Linked DNA regions of Triticum aestivum: region 1 is linked to region 2. A link is a contact called in public Hi-C data. All regions are on one chromosome and are shown on one strand. Each heading gives the region's core, a stretch centred on a gene start, on an enhancer-like site or on the middle of the called end of the contact. The rest is flanking DNA. Distances are from core to core; before and after follow the strand shown.

Evidence for each region. A called contact is a pair of places that touch in the nucleus more often than the background predicts.
Region 1: a Hi-C map of root shows a contact between it and region 2, with 8 times the contacts expected there. The contact joins the promoter of LOC123184132 here to the enhancer-like site in region 2. A contact is called at or near these places in 4 of 5 Hi-C or Micro-C datasets (leaf, root and an unstated tissue).

Annotation. Positions count from the first base shown.
Region 1 is chr2A:1,422,974-1,425,673 of IWGSC CS RefSeq v2.1, reverse strand. It overlaps LOC123184132 (zinc finger protein ZAT5), which reads left to right and starts at 1,329. Exons shown (of 1, transcript XM_044596312.1): 1 at 1,329-2,700. The coding sequence starts at 1,617. The coding sequence ends at 2,645.
Region 2 is chr2A:1,384,816-1,387,515 of IWGSC CS RefSeq v2.1, reverse strand. No RefSeq gene overlaps it. Among protein-coding and RNA genes, the nearest start is that of LOC123184132, 38 kb to the left of the region's middle. Within about 2 kb of position 1,390, at least 2 of the 8 cell types and tissues checked have an H3K27ac peak or open chromatin away from gene starts, as enhancers often do. A contact at or near this core is called in root, where this site is marked.

The DNA.
Region 1 (2,700 bases), core at 80-2,579, 38 kb before region 2:
TAGCCCATTTAGTGGAAATTTCTCTGGATTAAAATTGAGAGCAAGTTCAATAAATGGGGTGTCACACATGTACAAATTCCAGCTACTGTGGGGTAAAAGGTGGAAATCATTCTATAATTAACTATATTGGGACATGTGGTAGAAGTTTCAAGTTCTTCCAAAATTATAGTGATCATCTTACATTCCAAGCAAGCTTATGAAAATTAACCTCCTAGTTTGATTGGTGAAAGAAAGGCAAACGTCGACTTGGATTCAATAGTAGATTTTCCTTGAGCTATTTGAGTTAGCATGTCATCTCTGTTTTCCAACATAGCAAGAATCACATTATTTTCCTTACTTGTGAGATTCTAATGTGCACTTGGATCGGGCGATCTTCGATCAAATTTCTAGGGGTGATGTAGAGTGTAATGATGATTAGATAATTGTTATATTATGGACTCATGGTGGGTTTCATGGTTAACCACTCACCTTTGATGGTTCTAACATCTTGGCCACTACCATGTAGATCTTGTTGAAAGATCTGTCCCACATGAAGGGACTAGAGCAGAATCCAAGATAACATACAAAATTATATTATGTCTAACTAGGTATACAACCACATGCTACTTAAACAAGTGAAGTTACACCTGTTGATCACAAACATAACCATCATAATTTTCTTCATGCGTGGCATTTTTTCTACAAACACCCAAGTGTAATCACTAGAGGAACACTCCCATGTAGACATATTGAAGATATGAGGTAAAATTCCAGGTTCTAATGATTATGCCCTTTGTGGGGTGAATAAATTTTTAGAAAAGGCGCGCGATTTACGGAATGTGTAAGAAAGTTCCCTTTTGTATTATTTTCCTGTAACCAAAAGTAAATAGGAACCAAAACATCCACGCCATCTCTTTCACCGATTAAACGCGGAAAGCAGTGGTTTTTCAATGGGATAACAGGCAGGAACACACGGATGATGACATTGCCTCGCTAAATGCATAGAAATATCTGGTAAATATTTAACGGGCATATTTTTTTTCGCTGGCATATTAGCTTTATGCAAGACATGGTTTACTCCAACGCGTAAGATCAACGCACACTTGTGTGTACCGTATGCGACTCATCCACACAAGTCCGCTGGACTATATATCCCTGTTTTCCATCCTCTGTTTTGCACCCGCATTCCTGTCGCATTTACTTTTTCCCTCTTAATCTGTTGCAAGCCAAAGAAGGAGAGCCCTTGACACACCACACTCTTAGTTTTGCACAAGTCCCAAAATAACAGGCCTAGCCAGCCAGCCATTGAGCAATGAGCAATGAGCACTAGTAGTTTATTGCCACATTGGCAGGCATGAATGAGCAAGCTTTTCTTTCTTTCTCCATCAATCCTTCTTAGCTGCCACATTGCCTGGCCTTGTTGACATCAAAGCCAAACCCTCACTTTATTATTACCACCACTCCACACACACACACACACCACCACCACTCCATCCCTTCCTTCCTCTCAACCCACTCTCCATATGCAAGCAAACTATTAAGCATCCATCACCAACCTTCCTCCTTCCACCACCTTGTATTCTCCTCCCTCCCTCCCCTCTCCTTGTTTCTCACGTCGCTCCCACGCCCATCGATCCATGGGGGAGGACGCCGGCGATGGCTACGGCACGCCACCGGCCGCGCTTGCGGCCATCGTCGTCAAGGGCAAGCGCAGCAAGCGGCGCCGCGTGCACGCGGCCGCCGAGGCCGAGGTGACCGCGGTCACCACGGCCAGCGCCGCGGGAGAGGTGGCGTCGTCCTCCTCCTCGGTGGCGGACGGTGGCGGGTGGCGGTCTGGCGCGGACGAGGCGGCCTCCGGGTGCGTCACCGAGGAGGAGGAGGACATGGCGCTCTGCCTCATGCTCCTCGCGCGCGGCGGTGGCGGCCAGGGAAGCCGGGCCGGGCCGTCGTCCTCCTCCTCGTCGGTGGTGGTGAGGGACGACGTCGCGGTGGCCACGGCGAGGGAGGGCAAGTTCCGGAGCCGGCGCCCGGCGGACGGCGGCGAGGGGGAGTTCGTGTACGAGTGCCGGACGTGCGGCAAGTGCTTCCCGTCCTTCCAGGCGCTCGGCGGGCACCGCACCAGCCACAAGAAGCCGCGCCTCCCGCTTCCGCTCCCGCCCACCACGGCCACGACGGCGTCGTCCGAGGAGAAGATGAAGCTGCCGCCGCAGGCCGCCGAGGAGAAGACGCCACCGCCGTCGCCGGCCGCTGCCGTTGATCGGACGGTGCTGGCGATCCCGGTCCCGGCGACGCCGCCCAAGCAAGAAGCTACGGCGACCGGCGTGTCGTCCAAGCAGCAGGGGCAGGGGAGGGTGCACGAGTGCTCCATCTGCGGCGCGGAGTTCGGGTCCGGGCAGGCGCTGGGCGGGCACATGCGGCGGCACCGCCCGCTCCTGCCGGCGTCGGCGTCCGTCTCTTCCACGGACGACGTGGCGGCGGTGCTGGTGATCAGGAAGGAGAAGAGCCTCCTGGAGCTGGATCTCAACATGCCGGCGCCCTGCGACGACGCCGCGACCGCGACATCGCCGGGCTCCTTCACGTTCGCCGTGAAGGAGCGGCCGTCTGTGCCGGCGGCGCTGCTGCCGTTCCGGGCGCCGGCGTCGGCCCTGGTGGACTGCCATTTCTAGGCGGCGATCAACGCACAGACAGACAGTAATTAGCTCCTCTGTTTCTCATTTGTTC
Region 2 (2,700 bases), core at 141-2,640:
CCACCTTCGCCCATGTACGTCCAGGGCGGGGCATCCGCCCTGACCATGTCATGGGTGAAGACATGCCCTTCCTTGCAGTATTGGGCGAGGATTGGATGGCTGGTTGCCACCAGCCCACGAAGTCCTTGTTGATGGAGAGCTGGGATGTCGACCCGATCCACGAAAGCACGTCGTGCCACAAGGTGCACGAGAAAGGGCCACAATTCATCCAACCTTGTTACAATCTGAAGTGAAACAAAAGAAGAAGAATGATAACATGAATAACTAAGCAAATATTCAAGACTATAATTTGAATGTTTGAACATTTAGACACCCAAATTAAAAACCGATGAGATTTTGTACCAAAGGCTAACTAGATAGTGCGTGACATGACCCTGTTTTAGATGGAGATGCCCATTGATTGGCACCCACTACTTTGAACAGTTGTGCACACTCCAATTATAGCTCATGCATATAAATGACCCTTCAAGCTCACTAATCTAAGAACATGGCTATGGGACTAATCTCCCAAATTAAACAGAAGAAGCATCGAAGTGGGGGTATTAAGTCAGACCCGAACATGCCTAGTTAAGCCCCAAATTAAGTAAAGCTTTGGTTCATGTCCGTCATCAATCAAGCGCATCTCTTGGGGATTAAGTGAGGTGCTTGAGAGAATGGCACATGGAGCTTAGGGCTTCTTAATTTCTTAATGCATATAAACTTTACCTACCCTACTGGCATTACACTCTGCAGCAGGAGAAGTTGAGCAACGATCATTACTCCTTCATTACATTAGAACTAGTCTTCAGTCTCTATCTTGCCAAGTGTCAACAACTATGAAAATTTGATTTGTTTCTATTTGGTAGTATATTCATATTACAAAATAAGAAGATGCTTCCTGGCTGTTTTAGTTATTTTGTCAGGTTTTGCGGACTTGGCTTGTTTTCAATATTTTTCACAAGATATGCACTGACCTACCAATGACTTAGTCACATATTTATGAAACTCAACATAACTTCATTTAGTAATTAGTTAGCTTTAACAGGAGGATTCTGATCTCACATTATGACTATGAACGACGATCTGCGATGGATGGGACTGCAAAAAAAAAAGTGAGTGTGGTGGTGGGTGCTGTACTTAGAATCAGGTGTGTGTCTGCTCAAGTTAAGTAGAGCAGCAGAGTCACCAACTAATCAAGAAAGGGAGGGGAGCTCTGCTGATCTGCAGTCAGTAGCAAGAGTAGGGGTAGTGATCCACACTCTCAGCGAAGTGGACTTCACTTCCAGTGGCATTAAAGCAGCAGCCACACTCTCCCTAGTTGTTAGAGGTCGTTGGAACCTACTGCCCCTTGGGCCCTACGGCCAACTGCCCCATCCAAGCGTCCATGACCATGACACACTGGAAATTGCTATGTGGACACACTATCTTACACCAGCACTGCAGCCCCCACAAGAGTAGTTTGTGAGATGGTAGTCATGTTGTATTTTTATTAGGGAAAATGTTTTGTGGATATATTTGAGAGATTCCAGTGTGGTACATGGGCTATTGCATTAATTAGCATATATGCTTCTGTTGTACCAAAAGGTTAGTATGGTTGGACTTGGGCTTAAGTTTGTGCTGTGAATATCAACCTTGAGCACTAAATTAGTAGTAGAGTACAAACCATGTGTACCCCCCTCAACTCCACTAATATACATTCTATGACATTGGATGGTGTACTCTATGATGCTTCTTTTTTGGATCACATAGGAGGTTCTGATAGCTATAATCTTGACTTAGCGGTGCGTGAGTGGCGGCCGAGCCGTTGTGCTGGTGCATGCATGGTTGTTAGCTGCACAGCCGGATGTTGTTGATCGTGGAGAGATTCCAGTGGGTAGTTAGTGCATGGGTTAGTGGCCTAATGTTGTGGCTGTTAGGCTAGTGCGTGCGTGACTTGCGGTGTGGCCAAGTGCATGCAGCGGCAAGCCAGCCTGGTGTGTGTGCACGGGTATAAAGACCCAAACCATGTGTATTGGTCGAGGTGCACAGGTCTGTTGCCGCGCCATGGTGACGGTATGGACCAAGCCGAGGGGAAGGGGCCTATGGAAGATGTAGTCTCAGTCAGGACCGTGGTATGCGCTCGGTCGATGTGAGAGTTCTTCCGGGGTTGTGCTGCGTGTGTGCGTGTGTACCTCCATGTATGTGTGTTTGAATAGTTGAGTTGAATAGAAGCCAACATACAGGCCGTTCGGCGGCCGGGGCGTTCGTCGCTGGAAAATTCTATTCATCTTCTTCTACCTTTGTCTGGCGTTCATCGCCGGAGGGCGGTTCGGCGTATGTCGCCGGTGGGTTTGTTCCAACAGGTTCTAGGATTATCTCAGTTAAAGCAGTTTTTTTTAGCATAGCAGGGTTTACTATTTAGTACTCCCTCCGTCCGGAAAAATTTGTCCCTCAAATGAATGTCTAGCACTTGGGTTTTTTCAGATGGAGAGGGTATGTTTTCAGGTGGTGCATATTTACCGCTCTAGACTAGATAAACATCCATAAAGGCGTTTTCAAATCACAAAGGACGCTTGTCCGTTCAAAAGCAATAAGCTGAAATGTCCGATGATATTGCAAATGTTTAATTAGAATGACAATAACGCATCTCTCGAAAAGAGCGCCACCGATGAAAAAAAAAGATGTTTCTTCTGCTTAAAAACGTCAACTATTTTACTCATAAGATTCGAGATCGTCGAAGCA